4 separate regions of the Mus musculus genome follow, and regions 1, 2 and 4 are each linked to region 3. Evidence: chromatin contacts called from public Hi-C and HiChIP or PLAC-seq data. All regions are on one chromosome and are shown on one strand. The core of a region is the stretch at or near the end of the contact, and the rest is flanking DNA. Distances in the headings are between cores, read along the strand shown. Region 1 overlaps Banf2os (a long non-coding RNA gene). Region 2 has its middle 17 kb from the start of Banf2os. Region 3 overlaps Bfsp1 (beaded filament structural protein 1, in lens-CP94). Region 4 overlaps Banf2os (a long non-coding RNA gene).

The links. Hi-C and Micro-C count contacts between places; a contact is called where the count stands out from the background. HiChIP or PLAC-seq counts read pairs in DNA pulled down with a chosen protein or histone mark.
Region 1: a Hi-C map of B cells shows a contact between it and region 3, with 1.9 times the contacts expected there. The contact joins two enhancer-like sites. A contact is called at or near these places in 1 of 15 datasets of contacts at CTCF or cohesin (large pre-B cells), 4 of 484 Hi-C or Micro-C datasets (B cells, the G1E-ER4 cell line, embryonic stem cells and 1 more) and 1 of 115 datasets of contacts at active chromatin or transcription factors (large pre-B cells).
Region 2: a contact with region 3 is called in a Hi-C map of B cells, with 2.3 times the contacts expected there. The contact joins two enhancer-like sites. A contact is called at or near these places in 7 of 15 datasets of contacts at CTCF or cohesin (CD8 T cells, the G1E-ER4 cell line, the NIH/3T3 cell line and 4 more), 132 of 484 Hi-C or Micro-C datasets (the 4T1 cell line, the AML12 cell line, B cells and 71 more), 25 of 115 datasets of contacts at active chromatin or transcription factors (the 230-238 cell line, the HPC-7 cell line, bone marrow-derived dendritic cells and 18 more) and 2 of 9 other capture datasets (bone marrow-derived macrophages and embryonic stem cells).
Region 4: a contact with region 3 is called in an H3K4me3 HiChIP or PLAC-seq map of bone marrow-derived macrophages, with 5 times the contacts expected there. The contact joins two enhancer-like sites. A contact is called at or near these places in 2 of 484 Hi-C or Micro-C datasets (natural killer cells and uterus), 11 of 115 datasets of contacts at active chromatin or transcription factors (bone marrow-derived macrophages, craniofacial prominence, embryonic stem cells and 6 more) and 1 of 9 other capture datasets (embryonic stem cells).

Annotation. Positions count from the first base shown.
Region 1 is chr2:144,110,784-144,114,115 of GRCm38.p6, forward strand. All of the region lies in intron 2 of Banf2os (a long non-coding RNA gene), which reads right to left. Among named protein-coding and RNA genes, the nearest start is that of Gm5535, 77 kb to the right of the region's middle. Within about 2 kb of position 1,353, at least 31 of the 459 cell types and tissues checked have an H3K27ac peak or open chromatin away from gene starts, as enhancers often do. A contact at or near this core is called in B cells, where this site is marked.
Region 2 is chr2:144,223,230-144,226,583 of GRCm38.p6, forward strand. No RefSeq gene overlaps it. Among named protein-coding and RNA genes, the nearest start is that of Banf2os, 17 kb to the left of the region's middle. Within about 2 kb of position 1,267, at least 83 of the 459 cell types and tissues checked have an H3K27ac peak or open chromatin away from gene starts, as enhancers often do. A contact at or near this core is called in B cells, CD8 T cells, CD8 central memory T cells and 6 more, where this site is marked.
Region 3 is chr2:143,837,245-143,840,137 of GRCm38.p6, forward strand. All of the region lies in intron 5 of Bfsp1 (beaded filament structural protein 1, in lens-CP94), which reads right to left. Among named protein-coding and RNA genes, the nearest start is that of Bfsp1, 24 kb to the right of the region's middle. Within about 2 kb of position 1,612, at least 92 of the 459 cell types and tissues checked have an H3K27ac peak or open chromatin away from gene starts, as enhancers often do. A contact at or near this core is called in B cells, CD8 T cells, CD8 central memory T cells and 8 more, where this site is marked.
Region 4 is chr2:144,163,534-144,166,630 of GRCm38.p6, forward strand. All of the region lies in intron 2 of Banf2os (a long non-coding RNA gene), which reads right to left. Among named protein-coding and RNA genes, the nearest start is that of Gm5535, 24 kb to the right of the region's middle. Within about 2 kb of position 1,673, at least 378 of the 459 cell types and tissues checked have an H3K27ac peak or open chromatin away from gene starts, as enhancers often do. A contact at or near this core is called in bone marrow-derived macrophages, memory CD8 T cells and pancreatic cancer cells, where this site is marked.

The DNA of each region.
Region 1 (3,332 bases), core at 103-2,602, 270 kb after region 3:
AACGCTTACACAGAACCCAGAGGCCTTAGAGCCGAGCATCTTAGAATTGTCCTGAAAAGCACCGATTAGGGGCTAGAAAGATAACTCGGTTAATTAAGGGCACTTGCTGCTCTTGCAGGGGACCTGGATTGAGTCCTCAACACCCACACCGGGTCACTAACAACTATCTGTAACTCCAGCTGCACAGGGGGGCCTGATGCCTCTGGCCGCCATGGAGCCAATCTATGCTTATGTGGTCAGACATACTCATACATGTAATTAAAATAGTTTTGAAAGAAAAAAAATTTGAAGGATGTCTCAGGGACCAGTGAGGGGATACCAGGAGTAAAGTCACTTGCCATTCACACTGATGATCTGAGTTTGATCCTCAAGACCCACATGGTGGAAAGAGAGAAGGGACTCCAAAGACTTGTCCTTTGTCCTTGAAATCATGCAGCGGCATATGTAACATCCCCATAAATAAATCATGGTGATAAAAACTATTTAAAGGCACCTATTGGCTAGTCAGGGTGGCTCCCACGTATAATCGCAATGCTTGGGAGATTGAGGCAGGAGAATTGCCATGAGCCTGAGGCCAGCCTGGGCTATATAATGAGTTCTAGGCCTACCTGAGCTCCACAGCGCAACACTGTTTCAATTTTAAAAAGCAACAACACCGAAAGCACTGGCTGTAGGTTTAAATTTACAATCGGTATGTATCTGCTTCTTGTTTATTCAAACTTTAAATTTTAATAAAAACATTTACAGTTTTATTGCCCTAACTTCAAGAAGATGATGTATGTTGTTGATTCAGAAGGACTTTTTTATATCTTTATATCATTCCCTCCCTCCCTCCCTCCCTCCCCCCATCTCCCATCCCCCATCCCTTTTCTTCCATTCTCTGCCATCCTATAGGCAGGGCTAGAGTCCTCAGTCCCTGCAGGGCCCATCCACTCTCTCTCTTCCTTTGCCTCTTACCCATTGTAACCCATGGCCTTAGAATTAGGATTGGAGAGGCGTGGCTAAGCCTTAGCTGCTTTGAGAGGCTCTGAGCAGGACAGGGTTTCTCAGAACCTGCTGTTAGCAGTGGGGCCCCGGCCAACCAGGGGACATTTCCTCCTTGTTATGATGGTACCTGGCTCCTTACTGCCCTCTGTGCTGCCAGTAACCATGGGTCCAGAAAGCAGAGGGGTGGGTCCCTTTGCTCCTTGTCCTCTGGAAGCACACAGCTTAGCCTGTTACCCTGAGGCTTCATCTGGAAGATCTATTTTCTGCATCCCAGACTCGGGCCACCATGGGCTTCCTGACTGACTTCAGACACATGCCTATGTTATGTCTCTGTCTCTTTTTCTGCCATTGGCTGTTGCTTACCACACTGCTGGGGCTGGCTGGCTGGCTGGCTGTGGAAGCAGCTGACAGACAACACTTCCGAGCATAGCATGGAACAGGGGCTGTCTCCCTGCAGAGGATAGATCCAGCTTCCGAAGGGTGCCAGGCCACTGAGTGTTAGAACGTTCATCCGGGAAAATTCCAGAAGAAAATTTCCGACACAGCACCACCTCCCAAAAGATCCTGGAGATCTTTGCGGAGGATCAGAGGCACATTGCAACCAGCATGAGGCTATGGAGGAGGGGAAAGTCTGAAAGTAGAAGGGACTCTCCTGGCTTCTCCTGATTCCCCACAGTCTCTACTGTCTTCAGCCTGTGGCCCTCGGCCACCACTACCCAGCAAATAGGTCTGGAGGACGTCAGCGGCCTCAGCATAGATAAACCCAGGGGCTATTTTTCAAAACGACCACACTCTCTGCTCTGTCTGGGGATACCTTGGTTTCCTTTGGCTTCAAAATCTCTACTTGTGCAGCGTCTTAGTTTGGGTTCACCTACGGCAAGAGGTCTGAGGCAGGGGAGTGTGCACAGACATTTTACCCAGAACCCAGAACTGGGGTGAGAGACAGGGAAAATAACTCCAGAAAGCATGTGTGATTGGGCTGAGCAATGAACCTTGGCACTTGAGGGACCCTCTGAGGAACTGTGGAATGAGTTGTGGTCCACATTTGAATGAAAAAGAGGAAGTGAGTTGGGCACCAGCATTAATGTCTCTGCTTCCCGACTAGGCATACGTGTGACCAGCTGCCTCTCACCCCTGCCATCATGGTTTTTCCTTACGTGCATTCTCAAACTGAGTCAAAACGAACATTTCTGTGAGGGTTAGTTTTCACTGTCACTTTGACATAACCTCAAATATCACCTGAGAGCTTCAGCCGAGGAATTATCTAGATTGGGCTGGCCTGTGGGTTTGCCTGTGGAAGATCGGTGTTTCCTAGAGCAGTGATTCTCAACCTTCCTAACGCTGAGACTCTTTAATACATGTTGTGGTGATCCCCAACTATAAAATTATTTCGTTGCTACTTCATATCTGTAATTTTGCTGCTGTTATGAATCAATATATAAATATCTGATATGCAACTCCCAAAGGAGTTGGGCCCCTCAGGTCGAGAGCCACTGCCCTAGACAACTGGGACCTGAAGAGTGTAAGAAAGAAGCAAGCAAGCAAGGATGCATTTATTTCCTTTCTGCTCAGCACTATGGAGTGAACAGCTGCTGAGTTCCTGTCTTGGCATCCCCACAGGGATGGACTGCAGTCGGGAACTGTTAACTGAATAAACCCTTTCTCCCAGATGTTGCCTTCTATCGGGATATTTTATTACAGCAACAGAAATGAAACTAGAACTCCTTCCTTAAGTTGCTCTTCTCAGACATTTTGTCAAAGCAATGAGAAATGTCAGGACCACCCCCCACCCCCACCCCCCACCCCCGTTCACCGAAGGTCACCTCTCAAGAGCATCAACTCTCTATGCCCAAAACAAAACACCATCAGCACATAGTTGCTTGATATGGGACGCCATCCACAGGCGTAGGACCCATCTTCACTGCAGCTGCAGTCAGTGGGCCACAAGAAGACACAGGAGACACCAAACTGTCTACTAGATATAGCCACCATGACAGTGGCTAGGGTACCTCTTCTGCCAATGTGGTAACCTCTCCCATCTGACTCTGGGTACCCATCCCACTCTCCTCAGTTCCTCTAACTGCCTATCCTCCCTGCTGTCATCTGCCTGGTTCCTTCCATGTCAGTGTTCTTAGCCTGTCCCCATCACTACCAAACACGTTGTGTTAGTCTTTCTCCCACGAGCAAGTTCTGGAAGTCAGGAGCCAACACACTTTTCAGTGGCTGTGGTTAACACGGCATCTAGTATGCAGTAGAAGCCTGGGGGATATATATATACACACATTTAAAAGAAAACCCACTGGTGTATACTATGGAATGCATCCTTTATGCCCTGAAAGACCCAA
Region 2 (3,354 bases), core at 17-2,516, 390 kb after region 3:
GTGTTGTGCATGTGTGAGAGTATGTATGTGTGCACATGTGAGAATGTGTGTGTACATGTAGAGTGTGTGGGCATAAAAGAATGTGTGTACATGTGAAAGTGTGTGTGCATAAGAGTGTGTGTACATGTGAGAGAGTGTGTGTGCACGTAGAGTGTATGTATGTGAGAGTGTGTGTAGAGTATGTATGCATAAGAGAATGTGTGTACATGTGACAGAGTGTGTGTATTTAAGAGTGTGTGTGCATGTGAGAGTGTATATATGTGAGAGTGTGTGTGCACATGTAGAGTGTGTTTGCATAAGAGAGAGAGTATGTACTCATGTGAGAGTATGTATGTGTAGATATGCATGTGAAAGTGTGTATATGTAAGAGAGAGTTCGTGTGTGTACATGAGAGTGTATATGTGCATGTGAGAGAGTGTGTGTACATATAAGACAGAGTGTGTGTGTGTGTGTGTGTGTGCATAAGAGAGTATGTAAGCATGTAAGAGAGAATGTATGTGTAGGTGTGCATGCGAGTGTGTGTGTGTATGTATATGTGTGTACATATGAGAGAGTATGTGTGTGTGTGTGTGTGTGTGTGTGTGTGTGTGTGTGTGCATGTGAGAGTGTATATATATGCATGTGAGAGTGTGTGCAGTGTGTGTAGTCCTGGAGCTTCAAACAATCAAAGCAAGTGCTTCACCACTGAGCCACTCCCTCCCCAGAGTTGCTTAGCAAGCAGTTCCCTTGTGCCAATACATAAAACAACAACTTAAAAAAAGAACGAGGGGGCTGGAGAGATGATGGCTCAGTGGTTAAGAGCACTGGCTGCTCTTCCAGAGGTCCTGAGTTCAATTCTCAGCAACCAGTGTGAACATCCTTGTTCCAGCTTACTAAGTAAGATGGAATAAAATGAACACAACCCATCCTTCCCAAATAAGTCACAGAACTGAGGTCACAAAGCAAACCGCCCTCCACACAGAAGAGACAAGGCTAGGAATGTGGCTCAGGAGTGCAGCGCCTGCCTAACATGAGCAAAGCCCTGCCCTTACTCCCCAGCACCACTGGAAAAATGCAAAACAAAATAATAAAACAACAGGCAGAGTGATACATAGATGACTCTGTGTGACCCAGTGCTGTGAGAGCCACCAGCAGAAGCTTCCACAGCAAGCAGCATAAGGGTAGGACACCCGAAAGTCGTTGTCAGTGTGCTGGGGCACAGCGTGGACAGGTCAGAGGGATGGCTCAGCGATCAGGGCTAGGATGGTCACACCCACGCTTGGTGGCTCTAAGGTTACGGTGTCCTCACAGTAATGACTGGTGTTTGTGCATGCGTAGGCGTGTAGCATGGGAAGCTCTGTGGCTGTGAAATACGCCAGAGCACTCTGTCCTTTTGAACCAAGTCTGCCTCCAAGAGAAACCGTTTTACCACAACCTAGTCTGCCAGAGTCTAATCAGAACCCAGGTTGAGCTGACCCAGGCTGAGGGAAATCCCAGCCGCAGCCTCCTGCAGCCGTCCTGCTCCTCTAAATGAGAGGAGAAAGATGAAACCGGCTCGTGGATTCACAGCCTGGGGCACAGGCTCGCCGTAAGGATCGGAGAGCAATCGTGGGAATTCGGAATCTTCCTCTACCCCCACACTGAAGCACAGTGCTGTTAGAGGTCTTCCACTGCAGTTCCTTTTACCTGCTACGCCATGCCTGACTTCCACAAACCCTACAAGGCTGAAAGGTAAAAAGCATGACAAGACCAAAGCGAGCGTCTGAATCTGATAGGGCAGGGAGGTTGCAATGATCAGACCAGGGCTTTAAAAAAAACCTTGTGCAACTGGGCATGGTGATGCACCTCTGTGATCTCCGCACGAGGGAAACTGAGAGAACAGAGAACTAGAGATCAGCCTTGGCTACACAGAGGCCACACAGAGAGACCCCTTCTCAAACACAGATGCACAAGCGCGCAAGCACACGCGCGCACACACAGACACACACACATGATTAATATGATATATTTCACTATATGATTAGTGAGATAAGGACTTGAGTGGAAAAGGTAGATGTTAGATAAATACTCTAAGCAAACAGACACTTATAAACAACGACAGCAACACTGTAAGGAGGCTGCAGAGATGGCTCAGTGGTTTAAGAGCACATACTGACTGTTCTTGCAGAGGACCCAGCTTCAGCTCTCAGCACCCATTTCAGACAACTTACAACTGCCCGTAACTCCAGCTCCAAGGGAACCCAAAGCCTCTGACTTGCATGGACACTCACATGCCCATAGTGCTCGTGGGCACACATGTTTAAAATAATAAAAATAAAATAAATGTTTTAACAGAAATGAGCAATGGCTTTGACACCACATTAGTAGACAGGACATGGCTGAGGCAGCCAGGCGTGGTGGTGCATACCTATAACGCCAGGGCAGCTACAACTGAGTTCAAGACCAGCCTGAGCTATGTGAGACAATAGAAACCTCCCAAACTTGAAAGAAAAGAGGGAAAGTAGGCCTGGGGGGAGGGGGGATGGGGCCAGGGGGAGGGAGTGCAGGTATGTGTGTGCCAAAGACACATATGGAACAAACTATAGAAGGTCTATGGCTCTGCGACATACGCTGTATAATGTGTGCACAGGGCTATCAGCAGAGCAAGAACAAACAAACCATCTTAAATAATAATAAATAAGAATTTCTCCACCAAAAAGTCCAGATCCAGGAAGCTCAGGAACTTTAAAAAAAAACACACAGAAATATTATACCCAAACCACAGGAAAACAATCTTGAAAGAAACCAGAAGAAAATGCTTTATCTGCTTGTGAGACAAGATCTGCCTTCCACCTGGGAACTACACAAACAAGAGTAAATGAAATGGGGCTGGAGAGGTGGCAGGAACGAACACCCCACAGGATTTCACAACTGCTTATAACCTCAGTACAGAGGACCCAATGCTCTCTTCTGGTCTCCATAGGCACCAGGCATGCGTGCGGTACACTGATATAAATACAGGCAAAACGTCCATATACATAAAATAAAAATAATTTAAATTTTTAAAAAGATTGATTTATTTATTTTATGTATGTGAGTACCCAGAAAAGGGCATCAGATCCCATTACAGATGGTTGTGAGCCACCACGTGGTTGCTGGGACTTGAACTCAGGACCTCTAATAAGAGCAGTCAGTGCTCTAACCACTGGGCAATTCCTCTCTCCAGCCCTTAAATTTATTTTTAGAAGAGTAGTCTACACAGTAAGATCCTGACTCAAAAAGCAAAACATAACGGACAACCAGGAATTTCTCAGTACTGTCAAGAGAATGCACGTCACTTGCCAGGAGAAAATATTTGCAAAAGATGAATTTGAATTTAATAAATGATACATTCAA
Region 3 (2,893 bases), core at 362-2,861:
GAGAGAGAGAGAGAGAGAGAGAGAGAGAGAGAGAGAGAGAGAGGGGGGGGGGGTGTAAATGTCCTGTGTTTTGTTTTGCTTCAGGGATGGTGCCCTGATCAAGCGCTGATGCTGAATCTCACCACTAGATGGCGGTAAAGAACCTTGATGAAAAAGAGGTCAGGGCTCATCCTGTTTGCCAATCAATAAAACCGTTTTCAGGTCCTGTCAAGACACTGAATTGTCTGTCATTCCTTGTCCGCCTGGAAGAAATTAATCCCCAGGGGACTTGGGCACCTGTGTTTGGCTGACTTGAAGGAGAGGCCCCCAGCTCCAATCTCGGGCTCTGTTCTTAGAGGCATGGATCTAATGCCTGTGGAGCCGCCTGGAGGACTTGTTACGACAGGAGTTGCCAGGCCACAGCTGGTCTGGATGTACCCGTGAATCTGCACTTCTGACAAGTTCCCAGATGCTGCTGATGCTGCTGGGCCAGGGAACTTACCCTGAAGGTCCTAACCGGGAGACATTCTGGAAGCATCGAAAACCTTAACCAGCACCACAAAGTAAGTTATTTAAATTAATTAAATTAATCCTAATCACATAAGCCAAGGAGGAGGAGAAGGAGGAGGGGGAGGGGGAGGGGGAGGGGGAGGAGGAGGAGGAGGAAGAGGAGGAGGAGGAGGAGGAAGAAGAAGAAGAAGAAGAAGAAGAAGAAGAAGAAGAAGAAGAAGAAGAAGAAGAAGAAGAAGCAGAAGCAGAAGCAGCAGCAGCAGCTAAGAGGAGAAGTTGGAGGCAGAGGGTTAGACCCAGGACTTTACACACAGCGCTGGCGTGGAATAGCCTTGGGCCAAGGAATGCACAACCTCTTTGACTAAACAGGGTCCTCCCCACTATAGCCTGTCGGAATTGACTTGTACCAACCACACACCCGACACTGTGAGCAAGTTCTCCCATAAGATCCTCCAGCAGGGGCCCAGGTGGACTACACACACACACACACACACACTTTATGCCACCCTGGGAGACCCAGAACAGAGAGACCAACCTGCTTGCCCCACTCCCTGACTTACAGAACAGTGTGAAAATGAGAAAATACGCAGGAGCCACGTCACATACATGGGCTGTGACAACCCGTGAAGGTGGCACACCTGAGGTTCATTAGACCAATTTTTGTTATTTTGTTAGACCAATTTTGTTATGTTCAGTATTTTGTTACTGAACAGTCACCTCTCTGGATCCTAAGAGTCCCAATCAACCAATTATGCCTCTGCTGAAAAATATATATATATGTGTGTGTGTGTGTGTGTGTGTGTGTGTGTGTGTGTGTGTATAACCATGTTTGTCATCATTTCCTAAATAATAAAAAATAAAACTACTTATACCCACTCACACTATCCTGGATGTTATAAGTTGTTGGGGTTGAGTTCAAGGCTATGGGAGAACTTCATAGTTCACATACAAGCACTAAGCACTTTGGAGTCTTGAGCAAGTGTGATTTTCAGTACCTGTGGGGTTGTGAAGACTAATCCCCCTTGGATACTGACAAGCGACTGTACATGCCCTGCAGAGCATCATGGACGTGCACTGGTCCACTTGACCACAGTGTGGAAGCACTGTGCTTTCTGTAGAGGCCATGCTTCCTGTTTGCATTTTGCCTTCGTGCATAGCAGTGGTGTGGCAGCAAGCCATGACTGTATCAGCCAGGACACACCCTACACTCGACAGGGTGCTGTGCTGTAAGGTTGGGGTGTGTAATAGATAAGTGGGCCATATAAAAGCCATGTGCACCTCAGGTTACTTCAGCTTGCTGCAGATTCATCCAGACATGACCCCTCGAGTCAAGGACACTGGATAACATATGGATAACTATCTTTATAGAATTGGCTTGCTTTGAATAATTTTTTTTGCCTTCAACAACATTTTATGAGAAAGGATCCACAAACTTCACCAGACTAATAAAATCTAGGGACAGGGAAGGGAACCTAGAGGAGAAAGTGAGACCCTACCTTAGACACAGAGATAAACTGCTAAGTCTCAGTAGTGTCAGAGGCTGAGAACAGGACCTGACCCAACAGTTATACCTCATGTACTCAGAAACCAGGCCAAGCCTGTTGTTTCCCACCCAATGAACTATAACTAAGAGTTTGAAAAACATGGGTTTCCAGGACCATAACAGGCCTGCACCTGCTTCCTCAGTCCCATGCACACATGCACAATACACACATCCCACATGCAGGCACATGTACCCTACATCAATAGATCACACACTTCCTATACATATCATGGTTTTATAGCCATCAAAAATATGTGTGCACACAAAGAAAGACAAACAGTCTCCCCCCTCCCCCCCCCCCGCAGAACTAAAATTTTCCATGTGAGGCTAGGGCCTTGATCTTTTTAGTATCTAGGGCTGTGTTTTTCAACTTTGTCACCCAGACCACAGGAAGTGACATAGTTCACACCATAGGCCACATCATATGTGTGCATTTGAGCAAATACATGTGTAGTCAAAAATATACAGATACATTTAAGACAAAAGTTTTCCAGGATAAACTTTGTATACTTCTCACTGCCATGCATTCTGTTACTTCTTATTCCCAGCGCCATTGTGTTGCTTTCTTCTAATTTTTTATAAAGACTTATGTATTTACTGTACGTATATGAACACACTGTCACTATCTTCAGACACACCAGAAGAGGGCATCAGATCCCACTACCGATGGTTGTGAGCCACCATGTGGTTGCTGGGAATTGAACTCAGGACCTCTGGAAAAGCAGCCAGTGCTCTTAACCCCTGAGCCATCTCTCCAGCCTGCTTTCTTCCTTTTTTGTACCAGTCAATTCTACTGAATTCATTTTACACCTGGTGAATTTCAAGGAACAATTTGAAAACCACAGTCTCCAGAACCGGGAC
Region 4 (3,097 bases), core at 423-2,922, 330 kb after region 3:
CCACAATCACTTGTAATGTCCAAGCCTCAGAAATCCAAACACTGGGGTCTTCTGCCGTCCCTGGCAGCTTTTACATCAAGAATTCATGTGGTAAACCAGACAGCAGCCTATGAGTAAGAATAACAGACCCATCACACTAAGGTGTCTCCACGACAGGCTGAGGGAGCAGGTCTCAAGGGCAGTATGTGATGAGGGAGGTGTCCCAAGAAGAAGTAGAGAAGAAGACAGGAGAGAGAGAGGGGCCATTGAAGAGTGATTTATGGAGCTGGTCCTGCTGGGGTAGGGTGGAGGAGAGAAGATGCTGCAAAGAAGAAACAGACAGACGGGTAGCACACTAGAGCTGCCCCTAGCAACCAGAAGGGAGTTGGATGCTCAGCTGCCACCCCTAAGCCAGAAGCCCTGGTCTATCTGGTATCCAGGGTCTCAGGCTAGAGTCATTTGGGAAAGCTTTGTGGGGGTGTGTGTGGGGGGTGCTTTTTGTTTGTTTTTAGTCACAATTCCTGTGAGCTTACATTGTGAGACTGGGCCAACCTGTGCTGGGGACTGCTAAACGACGGCCACATGCCTCGCTGTGTGGGAAACCCTGCTCTTCCTGATCTCTCAGATCCCTCAAGTCCCTCTGAGCCTACAGGTTCAAGGTCCCCCTGCACAAGTTCAGCTGTGGATGGAAACCCTGAGAAAAACACCCATGGAGCTAGAGACAAACACATTTGTCTGCCGGCCGGCCGGGGCTGCAGCTGGTGGAGGCTTGAGGAATGAATTCTTTTGGCTTTAATTCAGCTGTTTGTGCTCCCGTGACACAAACTGAGCTCAACCCACATTTTCCTTAGAAAGAAAGGAGAGGCGGTGCGTAGAGGCATCAAGCATATTTTCGGAGGTTTAATTTCCTTCCAGTGTCCTTAAGAAATCCCCCCCACCCCCTAAAGCTTATGCTGCCTCAACCCCAGCCCTAACGGTAGCATCAAAGACTTTTAAATTGAGACCCAGGGTGAGTTAGCTAAAGTAAATAAAACCAGAGAAGGAGGGAAATTAAAAGACAGTATCAGAGAAACCACGTCTTCACCAAAAAGCAAAAAGGAAGGAAGCTGGTTAGGGGAGGAGACCTGGAGAGGGAAGAATACCAAATTCCAAGAGTTTAAATGCAAGGAACGAAGGAATTAGCACTGACAGATTTAGCAAATAAAAATGCCCAGTGCCTGGTTCGATTTGTATTTTAAACGACGAATAATTTTTATTGTCTGCCATGCATTATTTCAGACACTCTTTCATCAAATATTTCATACAATAAATTTATGATAAAACGTAATTTATTGCCCATCTTAAAGTCAAATTTAATTGGGCACCCTTAATTGTACGTTAAAAATTATCAGCTAGTTTAAACACCTTTTAGACTGGTCAGCTTTGCTTCCCTGGGGATCTTGCTGGTCGTTTATACAGATGTCCCCTGCCTTTGTGGGTATATTTGTCCTTTGGGAATTTACAACAGAGAGGAACTCCCCAGAGAAGCTGAAAGTGGAATACAAAGACCAGACTGCTAGAGGAGGTCCAGGCATGGAGGTTAAGTGGAGCCAGTATCCTTGAGCCTCCCCATCACCGCAATCTGGCCACAGGAGCGGCCCTGCTCAGCTAGAGGGATTCCAGCCCGGGCCCCTCCCCGCGGTGAGCTAAGGATTTAGGGATGACTACAGGAGGGTGGAGAGCTGCCACGTTCCAGTCCTGGAGGAGCGCGCAGAAGGGACTTCACACACACACACTCACACACACACACACACACACACACACACACACACACACACACACACACACCTGTACACACCCCTAAGATGCTGTGATCTCTTCGCTTCCTTCTGCCCTGTATTTTCCTTCCCAGGCCCTGTCCTCCGTTCTGTCTCCCCACTTCCCGTCCCTCCAAATAAGGAAGCAGAGCTTTGCGGACGCCTGGCGAAGATGCCAGGTCTGGTCCCCGCCCCCAGGCCGAATCCAGCTGCCAGCGAGGCAGCTGGGGGTGGTGGAATGGGGTGGGGGAGTGGACCCCGCAGGCCCGGTCGCGATCTAACCCAGCGGCTCAGGATGCAGCGGGGGCCCTGGGTGCACAATGGCACCTGCGGGACAACTGCGTCAAGGTCGAGGTGAGAACCAGGCTCTCAGGGCTGCCCGGAACGTTTCACTCTTCGCTCGGCGGGGCTCTGCAAAGGCGGAAGATGACGTGGCGAATCGAGGAAGCGCCACATCTCAGATCCAGACGTTCCACTCCCAGGAACTGACCCAAAGGAAATAATCCAGTCCAAGAAAGAGAGAATATCCGGGAATAAAGCAACTCGTGGGAAATGGTTTAACGAACCTCTGCATATCAGTGCTATGGAATGCTCTTTTATTTCGTGCAGCATTTAGGTGATCGCTTGTCAGGACCCTCTCAGTATCTGGGGACACTGAGAGGGTAGAACCCAGATCTCCTTTCTTTCCTCCGAGAGTTCACAGGAGAAACAGCGTGGACTTTAGAACCAGAGTGCAGTGGATCTGAGCACCCGTGTATGTCCTCATCTGTAAAACGCAGACGCTTCATAGAGAAGCAATGAGGGTCCCAGCGGGAAGGTTACACCGAGTATCCGCCACGAGATGAGAGGTCCAAACACCTACCAACAATCCCGAGGTGCCATGATAAAAGAATGTATGAGTTATTAAGTATATGCAGAACCGCAAGTGCTGCAAGTAGCTGAAGCTTCCTACTCTTGAAAACACAGGAGGGATGCATTTAATTATGCCTGGGTGGGCGTGGCACCAAAGAAGCCCCGAGGTAACTCAAGCTGAGTCCTGAAGGATGTGTTTTCTGGGTAGACAAGAAATGAAAAGACCATTGCAGGTAAAGCAAGCCTAGGACCTAGAGGGAGGGAAGAAAGAGCAAGGGAATTCCAAAAGCTACTTCTAAGTGTCTTGTAGGAAGGAACGCATTTCCAGTTGCACATTTATTCTTCTGCCTCAGCTGCACAAGTGGCAGACCAGGCCCTCGTGGCTTAAGGGTGACTCTCCTCCCCTAGGCCTGCCTCCACCCATCAAAGAAATCCCTCTAGGCTCCCTGTGTATCCAGGAGAGGTTCCCA